3 separate regions of the Mus musculus genome follow, and all the other regions are linked to region 3. A link is a contact called in public HiChIP or PLAC-seq and promoter capture Hi-C data. All regions are on one chromosome and are shown on one strand. The core of a region is the stretch at or near the end of the contact, and the rest is flanking DNA. Distances in the headings are between cores, read along the strand shown.

Region 1 (3,690 bases), core at 417-2,916, 170 kb before region 3:
GAAGGCCATTTGGAAGCATGTGGCCTGTGCTGTCGTCTGAATTCATGTTGATGTGTATGGATGGTGCTACTGCCAGGGGCCATGGTGATGTGAGTGCCTTGTGTTGTCGCCTGAGCCCGTGTTGCTGTCCTTGGCCTATGCTAACACTGAGGGGTGTGGAGGTGTGATGGTGTCCTGGCCTGTGCTGTGGCCGAGGGCCATGTCTGGGGTCTGCACTGCCATTGGAAACCATGCTGATGCCGGAGGCCGGGTGCTGTCACCAGAAACCACATGGAAGACCATGGTCTGTGCTCGCACTGACTCTAAAGGGCAACGGAGCGACTTTGCAGTGGTAGCAATGGTGGCACATATACAGCTGAGAGATAGGAACATGGAATAGAAGGATTCTGTGACAGCGTACCCCACCTCCCCCCACACCCCCAAAGGAACAGCCTACAAGGAAAATCATCAATGGAGCTTTTTAAAAATTTGATAAGAATTCTGGGGTGCAGCTCTCTACAACTGCAGGCTTCTGGTGGGGTACGGGTAGAGAAGGACTCTGTTTTCTTTATGAAGCTGGCCACTTGGAGTTTGACTGTGCTCCAGTGAGCATCTGGGTAACACAAAATGGACTATTTTTAAAATTTTATTTGGGGGAAGGTCACAATGCGGGGGCACAGACCTTGGAGGACTGAGAAGTGAGTGTGTTGGGGTACATGATGTGAAAATTCCCAAATGATGAAAAATTATGCATAAAAATTCATATTCTTGCAAGGCATGGTGGCTTGCTCATACCTTCACATGCAGCAACACTCTGGAGGCAGAGGGAGGGGATCCTGTGAGTTTTACGGCAGCCTCCCTCCCTCCCGTCCTGATCCATCCCTCTCTGTCTCATGAGAATGCAAACAAGAGTCTACAGGATTATAATAAAGTGTGATATGACATAATCAGGTAAAGCAAACACTAACACATCAGAGTAGACAAAACAGACAGGAGGAAAAGAGCTCTGTCAAAGGCACAAAATTGATACAGACTCAGAGGAAATACTCGCTCACACACTCATGAACCTCACAGAAATGCTAAAGTGGAAAACATAACATATACCCAAGGAAATGAAGGGTAAAAAGAGAGAAAAGTATATAAATAAAATAAAAATAAAATTAATCCCAGCAGATGCAGAGGTGGGTTCATCCCTGAGTTCAAGGCTACAAGTTAAGTTCTAGGAAGGCCAAGGCCAGGGCTACACAGAGAAACCCTGTCTCAAGAAAAAAAAACAAAAACAAAAACCTGTGGCACAAACATTATGAGACACAGGCCCTCCAGAGATGCTGTTGAGTTGGTTTTCTGTTGTCCATCTACTGTGGGGCACTCAGAGTACCCCTAAGAGTGATTTGTGTCCATAGTGAGACGGGAATTTCATTACCACATCAATATCACTGCTTTTTTCGATCTTTTAAAATTATTTCATTGTTAATTTAATTTTGCATGTGAAAATTCATCCCTGTTTTCAAGAGTTTCCATTTGAACGCTGTGCTGTTAAGGAATGTGCAGTGGCTTTCTGAATTTCGTTTGCATCTATTATTATGGCTCCCTTCTGATCAATTCTGTTGGTGACACTGTCCACAGAAGTCTGATACGCTTTCCATTTCTAGTGTTTCGCTGTGGCTCTTCTTCAGTACTTCTGTCACACTGAGTTCCTCTTTCATGTCCTGTGTCTCCGTCCTTATTGCATTCAGCTGCGTGTGTGGTCTCTTGGGATATTTTCAGGCATCTGTTTTATTCTTTGAGTTCTTTGAACACACAAATCCTCTTAAGCTATTTTGGAGGTGGTTTCATCTGTTTATTTTCACTGGATACCACTACTGTAGAGTAATAATGATCTTTGGGGGATTTAGGTTGCCTTGGGTTTTCTTGTTAACTTGAGTATTGTGTTGAGACTTGCATATCTGGAACTAGATGGTTGGTTGAATCTATTTCCTACCTACCTTCCCTTTATTGTTTCAGAGTGGGCATTTCTGGGTTAGCAGTCTCTTTACAGTCTTCACTGTGAAAGGGTACTGGGTTATTATCACCTGGTAGGACTGTGTGTGTGTGTGTGTGTGTGTGTGTGTGTCTGTCTGTCTGTGTAGTGTGTGTGTGTCTGTCTGTGTGTGTATGTGTGTCTATGTATGTGAGTGTGTGTGTGTGTATGTGTCTATGTGTGACTGTGTATGTATGAGTGTATGTGTGTGCGTGTATTTAGAGTCTGGGTAGGTGTGCTGACTTCACTTAAGGAAGGTTCGGGACAGTAGCATCTTAGGCACTGTGATTACCAGTGTGATGGGCAGGATTGAAGCTTCCCAACATGCTGAATTCACCATGACAACAGGGGAGGCCAAAACCTCCCTAGCACTCTGTGCTCGCTGGGGAAACAGGCAAGGCTGAAGTCTCCCAGGTATGCTTGTTTATTGGGTGTCATTTTTCTTTATAGCTGAACAAAATTCTACTATATATACATACCACTGGCTCTGTTTTCTAGTAACTGAGTATAAACTGACTATATTGCTAATATGACGTTTGCTTCATTTTGTTTAGAAAATGGGCAGTGCTTTTTGTAATGTCATCTTTCTGAATTATATCTGAACAAGGCTTGTTATGTTTTTCCTACACCACTAGAATGGATAACTTCAGTTTGAGTGATGCGTATTGTTACAGGGACTAGTGACGTTCAAAGACGTGGCCATTGATTTTACCCAAGAAGAATGGAAGCAACTGGATCCTACTCAGCGGAACCTATATAGGAATGTGATGCTAGAAAACTACAACAACTTAATCACAGTAGGTAAGATAATGTACCTTTTCTAAAACAGATGCAATTGTTAATGTTGATGAGCCTTGCCTTGAGGTGCCTTGAGATGTTGCTGTCCCTGCCCCAGCTTTCGAAGGAAAATCTTTGGTGGCATTCCAGGGTACAACATTCTCAGAAGTTAGTACACCTGGCTCTCCCAGGCCCAACTCAGAATCCAGGGTTGTTTTTGTCACTCGTGTGTATACCCAAACCAATGTCATCCCCTCCCCCACCCCCCAGGCCCGCCACTCACCAAACCTGAAGTGATTTTCAAGTTGGAGCAAGAGGAAGAGCCTTGTGTGGTGGAGAGAGAAGTGCTGTGGAGACCCTGTCCAGGTTAGTGTGTGTGTGTGTGTGGGGGGTGGGGGGGACCCAGCCAGGTAAAGCGAGAGGACCAGTAAGTGACTGGCCTGAGATGTTTCCTAAGGTAGATTCCCACAGCGTGTAGTAACAGTTATGTGAAACTAAGATGTTCTCTTTAAAAAAAAAAAAAAAATTCCCTGCACTTGGGAGGCAGAGGCAGGTGGATTTCTGAGTTTGAGGCCAGCCTGGCCTACAAAGTGAGTTCCAGAACAGCCAGGGCTATGCAGAGAAACCCTGTCTCAGAAAAAAAATTTTTTTTAATTACGTTTTTTTGTGTACACACATGTGTGGGTGCATGCGTGTTATGGTGCATATGTGGAGGTCAGAGACAAGTTGTACAATCAAATTTGGGACATCATGCTGGTAGCAAATGTCATTACATGATGATGATCTATTTCATCAGCTCAAGGTGTTATTTTTCAATACTATTAAAGTATGTGTGTGTGTGTCTGTGTGTGTGCAGACATGCATGTGGAGGCCAGAGGACAACCATATTTTGAGGTTCTGGGAGCTAGGACTGT
Region 2 (4,041 bases), core at 1,450-3,949, 240 kb before region 3:
GTCAGTTTTTTCTTCACAGTTGCCCTGACATCTTCCCAAGTGGACTGTGGTCACTACATTCTTGAGCAAATGTACCCAAGAGTCAGGATGGAGAAGGCTGAAGAGCAGAATATACTGTGCATCTGCTCCTAAGTGGTACATGTGACTAAGACCAAACCCAGAGACCATGGATAGCCTGCAAACTGGCAAGTAGAAAGGTGGAGGATGGTACCACAGGCATTGGAGAGCACCCATTTCCTCCTGTCCAGCGCAGCACCCTGAGCGACAGCACCTGTTGCCCTACCCTGGCAACAAAGCACAGCAAACACATGCCAAGCTGCTCAGCATGTCTGATTTGCCCACTGTCTACCGAGCAGTACATGCAGGACACAAACTACAAGGAGTAGTACATCGTAGTTATCACAGGTCTGTTCTCAATATCTCTCTCTCTCTCTCTCTCTCTCTCTCTCTCTCTCTCTCTCTCTCTCTCTCTCTCTCTCTCTCTCTCTCCAAACTTCCCACCCCACTCCTTGAGTCTTGACACAGGCACTCAGGGAGCAGGCCTTTCCTGCTAAGAGCTTCAGTCTCATCTCTAGCTGCCTCACCAGGTTCTTGGTTGAGACCACAGAAATTCTCCACTGTACCTCTGACTGGAGGCGGGGAAAACCAGCTTCTGAAATACACCCACAATGTTCTGTTCTTCACAAGACAAATCCAGGAGCCTTATGCAAGAGCCTAAACTAGTGGGGTTAAGTGGCCTGAAAAGGGGGTTCACTCCAGTCACCCTGCTCACCTACAGGGTAAAAACTCAGAGGCACTAGTGAGGCTCACAGTTGAGAGCAGCAGTTCACTGGACGACAGAGATCAGATATTCCCTTCACATCAGTGCTAGAACAGGGGAGACTCACTGGGAGAGGGGAGTGACTTCAGAACGGAGATGCCACACTGGGTTCCCAGCGTTTCCTTCCTTCCGCCTACCCCTGACCACTATGCCACTATAGCTCTGCCTCCCAGATTTACTTTTGTCAAGCAATGTCCACTTTTCAATAAAAAACAGACTGCAAGGCGCAGTAAAAATGAAACACCATAGTTAAGACAAGAAACTGACTCAGGTATGACAAGACCATTGTAGTTGAACAGCTGGGATTTAAAATAGAGTCGCATGCAAAAGGCTTAGTGGGAAGGGGGTGGAGGATAAAAATTCTAAAAAATAATAAAACAGGAGTCAATGCCACAACTAGAAATACTACAAAAGAAGCAAAGAATGCCTTTGTGGGCATAGAGCTAAAACTCAAGCTTCCTGAGGAAATCTCCGAGCTCACGCATGTTTTAGTAGAGACTTCAATGCTAATAATAAAAAAGGACAGAAAAACAAGGGAAAGAATAGCTAACTACAGAAAAATTATAAAAGGATTAAAATAGGAGATACAGATTCAATACACAAGTCTATAAAGCAACTTGTGAGTCAGCCCTCTCCTCCATCATATGATCCCAGGGATAAGACGCTTGTCCTGCTTGGCACAAGTGGCTTTGCTGGCTGAGCCATCTCACATCTCTGAGTGATGCCCAAGCCTTACATACTTAGAGGTCCAAGGAGGCCAGGGAAATTAACAGCTAGAAGACTAAAAAACGGAAAAATTCATGTCTCCTATTGCCTACTTCAGGAAAGGTAAGACTGGGTTTTACGTTTAGCCAAGTCCTGCTTTTGAGGACAAAAGTCAACACTCTTCCAAGAAGTTTAACAAAAATCGAGAATCTTTCTGGCTCCCCCTTCATGTCACCTGTGTCCTGTGATTCCCCTGTCCAGCTCCTGGCCAGTCCACCGTGATCCCTTTACACTTTCCTGGTTTCTGTGGTTACTCTGAATCACATATCACATCCGAGGACTTGGAGCTAGGAACTACAGATGAGAGAGAAAGCGTGCTGACTGTCCTTCTGGGTCTGGGCTACCTCATTCAATACCATCTGTTAAACGTCCATGAGCTAAACGGTTTACAGCTGAACAGTATTCACTTGTGTAAATGGAATGAATGTCCATTATCCACTCATCTGCTCAAGGACATTTAGACTGTTTCTGTTTCCTGGCTATAATAAATAGGGTGGAGGAAGGACAAATAACACCCAACTCACTGATAAAGCCTCATGGAATAGTACTATTTTATATTCACCTAAAATTATACTATATGCAATACATGTAAATGTATGTATATACACATCATATATGTGTATCTTATTACACACACATATGTATATGTATGTATGTACGTGTGTGTGTGTGTGTGTGTGTGTGTGTATGTATGTATGTGTGTGTGTGTGTGTATATATATATCTTAAAGGGAGTTACACCACTTGGGTTGACAATGCTCCCGTAAGAACGATAGTCTAACAAAACCCCTAGTAGTAGGCATGAGAAGCCTTCTTTCAAATGAGTGGCAGGGTAGTCAGGACAAGTGACTCTCAAATCAATATGGATTATCGATGTAGTCCTTGGCTACCCTCTTGGCTACTAGGTCCCCAGTGCTAAAGACACCACACACTTAAGAAGCAGGTCTCAAATAACTCAAGCTGGATCAGGTCTGAAAGCTTCCTTCCTTCCCTCGGTCTCTATCATATCATATTAGAAAATACCATGCAAGCTGCCAGTAGAAGGCAGCAACTGAACAGTCCTGCCTACTGCAACACTACAAACTGCGACAATGAGCAAACAATGTGGCAAACATTCTGTAAGGCTGTAATAAGTGGCACTCACATGGTGACCAACAGAGCCATCTAGCCAGATTTAAGGCCTCTCAACAGGAGAAAAATCCCAATTGCTACTGGAAACATAGCCAATTTTCCAGGGTTAGTGAGGTCATGGACCCTAGAAAACAATTACTACCACCACTTTGCTAGATCAACATAATTCCTTACTACATTACATTCTAAATCCTAACCTGAGACCCACAGATAATTGGGTCAGAGAAGCCCGTCTTTGCAGCAAATGCAGACTGTTCTAGAAAATCACAAGTGGATATAATGCAGAGATCAACCAGTTGTAGGGAGCCCAGCCCAATGGATACATCTATTCACACATCACATCTCCCCAATCTATGACTCAGAGAACACTGAGGACGAGGGGATGGGAAGGTTCTAAGAGCTAAAAACCAGAAAGTCAGCTGTGAAATGGCATCTCCTAACAGGATGCATCAACAGCACAGGATCAGTGGCAGTGTCAAAGGACACACTTAAGTGGAAGAGGGAAGTCCCATCCCTACACAATGGCAGGTAACAACTGCTGGGAGAAGGAAGGTTAGCCTCTCTCAGGGATGAGCCCTCTTGTTGGATGCCCAAGGCAAGTGGTCAGCCTAAAACCATTTACACACAAAGAATAAGACCCAGCAAGTTATATTTAAATATTTGTGTGTGTGTGTGTGTGTGTGTGTGTGTGTGTGTGTGTGGTGCATGTGTATTTAACAGAGCTATCAATTTGAGAGTGGGCATGGGAGGGACTGGAGGGAGGAAAGGGAAGGCAGAAAGTGATGTAATTCTACTTCAATTAAAAATATTTTTAAGATGGGCAGTGGTAGAGCACACCTTTAATCCCAGGCAGATTTGTGAGTTCTAGGCCAGCCTGGTCTATAGAGTGAGTTCCAGGACAGCCAGGGCTATACAGAGAAACCCTGTCTCAAAAAAGACATAAACCAAACCAAACCAAACCAAAAAAAAAAAAAATTTATACACACACACACACACACACACACACACACACACACACACGTGTCTAGCATCCTGACAATGTAGTAGTCACCATGTCCATAACACAGTCAAAAGTACTAGACATCAAAGATACAGGAAGACTAAACAAGAAGAAAACAAATCCGAGAAAATGACTCAGAAGACAATATAGAGTCTGGAACTATGAGAGGACTTTTAAACTTGAATGTGAAGATTTATCATTTCACTCGTTTCCCATGTATGATACCATTGGCCATATACTGAATGTAGTAGCATGCAGTGTATCTTCAATATCATACAGCCTTCCCCACTACGTCCACACAGTTCTCACCATTTTGAATACATTTG
Region 3 (4,041 bases), core at 1,252-3,751:
AGACCCTCATTCCTTCAGTTTGTAAGGCCTGCGACCCACCCAGGAAGTTTCCTTCCTACCTTATTAAATAGGGTGAGGAATAAACCTTCCTCATATCCCCTTATCTCAAGGATAGAAGCCATTCATCTGTAAGCATACATGGCAAAACCTTCTTATAAACATAAAGAGATTTTTCTTTTTCAAAGATGGTGTTTTACTAAGTACACCAGGCTAGTCTCCAATGCAAAGGCCCACTTGCCTCTGCCTCCCAAGTCCTGGAATTTGAAATGTGTATTATACACCTGGCTACTTTCTTTTCTGTTTTCTTTTCTTTTCCTTTCTCCTTCCTTCCCTCCCTCCTTTCCTTCCTTCCTTCCTTCCTTCCTTCCTTCCTTCCTTCCTTTCTTCTTTTGGGATAGGGTCTCACCCTGTAGCTCTGGCTGTCCTGAAACTCGATATGTAGGCCAGGTTATCCTCAAACTCACAGAGATCTGCCTGCCTCTGTGTGCTGAGTGCTAGGATTAAAGGTGTGCGCCACCATGACCAGCCTTTAATTTTAAAAAACGCTATGTCCACAATTGATGGCCTAGGTCTCTTCGAGAACCCGGTAAAATGCCTGCTGTTTTTTCTTTTTTTCTGCAGGCAGCCTGAGCTTCTCCAAACTTTTGTCTGAGAGTTTATGCTCAGAATTGTTTTTGAAAAAGCTTTACTTATTTTATGCTTATGGGTGTTTCACCTGCACGTGTGTCTGTGTACCACGTGCATGCCTGGTGCCCTGAGGGGTCACAAAGAGGGGACTGTATCTGCTGGAACTGGAGCTATGGACAGCTATGAGTGTGGGTACTAGGGACTGAACCCAGACTCTCTGAAGAGTAGCCACGGCTCTTAACCACCGAGCCATCTATCTAGACACTAGACAGATGAATAAAATGAAATTCTGTCCAAAGTTCAAAGCCGTGCCTCTAGGCTACTCACTCTTCGGTGTTACCATGAACAGGTTCAATCATCTTCAAAACCTCCACATGCACCTCACCCCAGGACTAACCAATTCTATCTCACCCCACACTCCCTTTTACTAGGACAGTAGGAAGAGTTCCTCATGTCATGAAGAAAGGCGTTTCTGTGGATTCCTCCATACCAAGCCAAAAAAAAAAAAAGGAACTTGATCTCTCTGGAAACCGTAAACAAAAAAACAAAGTACATTTCAGGAACTTCAAATAATTTCTGCAGGAACTGGCCAGGTGCAGTATTAAAGTCCATTAGCCCACTTAAGCTGCTATAACAAAATACCAGAGACTAGCTTATAAATAACAAACTTATTTCTCTGTTGTGGTGGCACTGACAAATTAGGTGTCTAGTGAAAACCGATTTCCCCGGTCCCCAGATGGAGTCTCTGGACTGCACTCTCACCTAGAGAAGGCAGGTAGCTCCAGGGAGCCAGGGCACTACTCCCATTTAATTACCTTCAAAAAGCCCCCACCTTCTAAACCCACCACACCGAGGACTAGTTTTGTAACTATAAACTGGACAGGGTGAAGATGGGGTACAACGGAGACTCCGTGTGCTCACTATGTCTGCTTCTTGACAGAAAAGCCTAGAGCTGAGGAAGTTGTCTTTTTAGAACCTGAAGTGGATCACCCAGAATCATGAACTTCAAATTCTGACTTCTCTAGTGGTAGTCAACAGAGGCTAAGATTTTCTAAGAGTTCCCTAAACAAGGCTAAATGGCTACTCGGAGGGTGTGACACAAAAGTAGGAACCCACAGTAATTACGTTTTTTCAAATACAATTTCTATACACTCATCCGTTTCTGAGACAGGATTTCACTATGTGGGTCCCGGTAGCCTGGAACTCACTATGTTCCCACGGCTGTCCTCAAAGTCACTGACTTCCAGCTTCCGCAGCTCGAGTGCTGAAATTATAGATGTGGGTCACCATATCTAACTCCTAACTACAGTTAAAAGTCATGCTGATTGGTAAACTGATCTATCTTGAACACAGAAATCCTTACCGTCTCTACTATTTAGCTTTCTCCCCCCTCCCCCCAAATTTTCAAATAAACTTGACATAAATGGTGTCCCGCACCTCCCGCCCCCGACTTTGCGTTGCAAGACTAGAGGATCTGGTAACCACCTACTACCCACGTTCTGCTGACTTCGCGCACTCTCTCTCTCTCACCCTCCTGTACAATCCACATCCTCCAAAAACCTTTTCGCCCATGCAGTCACACTCCCGCCGCCTTAGTCCCTCTTTAAGCCTCTAGCGCCATCCCGGAAACCGGGTGGGTCCCCTAGAGCCGGCCTGCAGCCAGCGACCAACAAATACAGGCCTTAAGGACTGTATTTACACAAAGCACTTAAAACCAAGGGCAGACTCACTTCAAAAGTATAAACTGCGATCTCACGGCTTCGAACTCGGACGACCAGCGAATACCGACCAGGACAGTACCGGGTTAGGTCGGGTAGGGCACTGAGATGATCCGGAACAACCTCTTTCCAGCCACTTCCGCCATGTGGCTGAGCATTTATAGTGGACTACATTTCCCAGAAGGCGGTGCTACTTCTAGAGTCTGCAGGAGAGTTTCAGTGTGCGAGAGAGGAAGTAGAGATCTGTTGAAACTAGAGAACGGACGATTAGTTTTCTAAAGGGGGAATTTCCCAAGGATCCAAGGCTTGAAGTCTCTGAAACTTAAGCAGTTTCGGCTCTGTGGTGGGGGTGGATCTTTACTCCAGCTACAGAAGCGAGGCAAGAACCCGAGCAAGTGATCCAGCTCAGGACTACATTTCCCAGAAGACATCACAGACCGCGTTCTCGGTAAAGAACTCATCCTGCTATTGACAGTCGGATATATGAGGGCTCTTAAGAGCTTCTCCAGTGTGGTGTTCCAAGCTCCCTGAAGGAATGAGACAAGGCTGTTAGGACTGGGAACGACTGGATAGGGCAAAGATCGCCCTATCTTTACTGGAATATTTAGTCTACTTACCACTCGATAGCCACAAATTTAAATGTGCTGCATTAGCCTGGGTTGAGCATTGCATGTTTGTAATCCCAGCACTCAGGAGGCAGAAGCAGGAGAATCAAGAGTTTTAATGCCCGCCTCGGTTACATAACAAGTTTGAAGCCATGGTTACCTAACGACCTGTGTCCATAAAGGAAAATAAACAGAGAGATGGTTCAGTTCTTAAGAGCATCGTCTGTTCTGTTCCAAGCACTTATGTTGGGCCAATCATGAACATTTATGTTGGATCAAATTTTATGGAATTCCATATGTATGTATGTATATGTATATATATATATATATATATATATATTCTCACTCATATAATGAGAATTCAATGTCGATCATACTGGCTTCAAACTCTGGCCCATGTCTCTGCCTTCTGTTTGCTATGATTAAAAGTATGCATCACTGTGCCTCAAGTCTTGGTGGATTTTGTTATTGTTGGTTGATTTTGTTGTTGTGGAAGCAGAGTTTTATTAGGAAGACTGTCTCCGGGGGGAAGAGAGAGAGAGAGAGAGAGAGAGAGAGAGAGAGAGAGAGAGAGAGAGAGAGAGAGAGAGAGAGAGAGAGAGAGAAGAGAATATCTCGCTCACAAGATCTAGGTTTACCGGCAGCCTGAAACCCAGATTCCGCTTTTTGGATTTCTAGGTTCCTGGTCTTTCCGGGACCTCCTGGGACCCTTTCTAGACAGAATTCCCAGAGGAATTCTCCGTGAATCGGCTTAGAGCAGATGTTGTGGCAGGGGTTACACGAAGGAGGATTTGGTGCCCTGGCTTGTTTTTCCCACAAGGCACTGCGGCTTGGACTCCTCGGTTTGAACTACATTTCCCAGAAAACAACGGGTGCAAGCAATTTACAGTTCAGCCCCAGTCCCCAAACACCCCGCAGGGTTCTCAGTGCTCGGCAAAATGAATTCAACCTAAATCCAAGGGCGGTGACAGGAGGAGGGCTCTAAACAAATGTTTCAAATTTGGAGTTCCTGATTTGGACATGGAGAAGCCGCCAGTTGTTACTGGAATGTAGGCCTGTGGGTTAGTGAAGAGCACAGGAGCACTTTGTGT

Evidence for each region. Promoter capture Hi-C pulls out the DNA fragments that hold promoters and counts their contacts. HiChIP or PLAC-seq counts read pairs in DNA pulled down with a chosen protein or histone mark.
Region 1: an H3K4me3 HiChIP or PLAC-seq map of the 230-238 cell line shows a contact between it and region 3, with 19 read pairs. The contact joins the enhancer-like site here to the promoter of Zfp84 in region 3. A contact is called at or near these places in 7 of 39 promoter capture datasets (the 3T3-L1 cell line, 3T3-L1-derived adipocytes, the C10 cell line and 4 more), 2 of 484 Hi-C or Micro-C datasets (the HL-1 cell line and embryonic stem cells), 3 of 115 datasets of contacts at active chromatin or transcription factors (the 230-238 cell line, bone marrow-derived macrophages and extraembryonic endoderm stem cells) and 3 of 9 other capture datasets (adipose tissue, liver and pancreatic islet).
Region 2: a contact with region 3 is called in a promoter capture Hi-C map of the C10 cell line, with 2.4 times the contacts expected there. The contact joins the enhancer-like site here to the promoter of Zfp84 in region 3. A contact is called at or near these places in 5 of 39 promoter capture datasets (the 3T3-L1 cell line, the C10 cell line, cranial neural crest and 1 more) and 3 of 115 datasets of contacts at active chromatin or transcription factors (the 230-238 cell line, bone marrow-derived macrophages and embryonic stem cells).

What each region holds. Positions count from the first base shown.
Region 1 is chr7:29,937,052-29,940,741 of GRCm38.p6, reverse strand. It overlaps Zfp74 (zinc finger protein 74), which reads left to right. Exons shown (of 6, transcript NM_178384.4): 4 at 2,674-2,800; 5 at 3,047-3,142. Among named protein-coding and RNA genes, the nearest start is that of C230062I16Rik, 13 kb to the left of the region's middle. Within about 2 kb of position 1,666, at least 18 of the 459 cell types and tissues checked have an H3K27ac peak or open chromatin away from gene starts, as enhancers often do. A contact at or near this core is called in the 230-238 cell line, where this site is marked.
Region 2 is chr7:30,004,394-30,008,434 of GRCm38.p6, reverse strand. All of the region lies in intron 6 of Zfp568 (zinc finger protein 568), which reads right to left. Among named protein-coding and RNA genes, the nearest start is that of Zfp568, 22 kb to the right of the region's middle. Within about 2 kb of position 2,699, at least 6 of the 459 cell types and tissues checked have an H3K27ac peak or open chromatin away from gene starts, as enhancers often do.
Region 3 is chr7:29,767,012-29,771,052 of GRCm38.p6, reverse strand. It overlaps Zfp84 (zinc finger protein 84), which reads right to left and starts at 2,501. Exons shown (of 5, transcript NM_023750.2): 1 at 2,358-2,501. It overlaps Gm38983 (a long non-coding RNA gene), which reads left to right and starts at 2,800. Exons shown (of 2, transcript XR_881933.3): 1 at 2,800-3,999.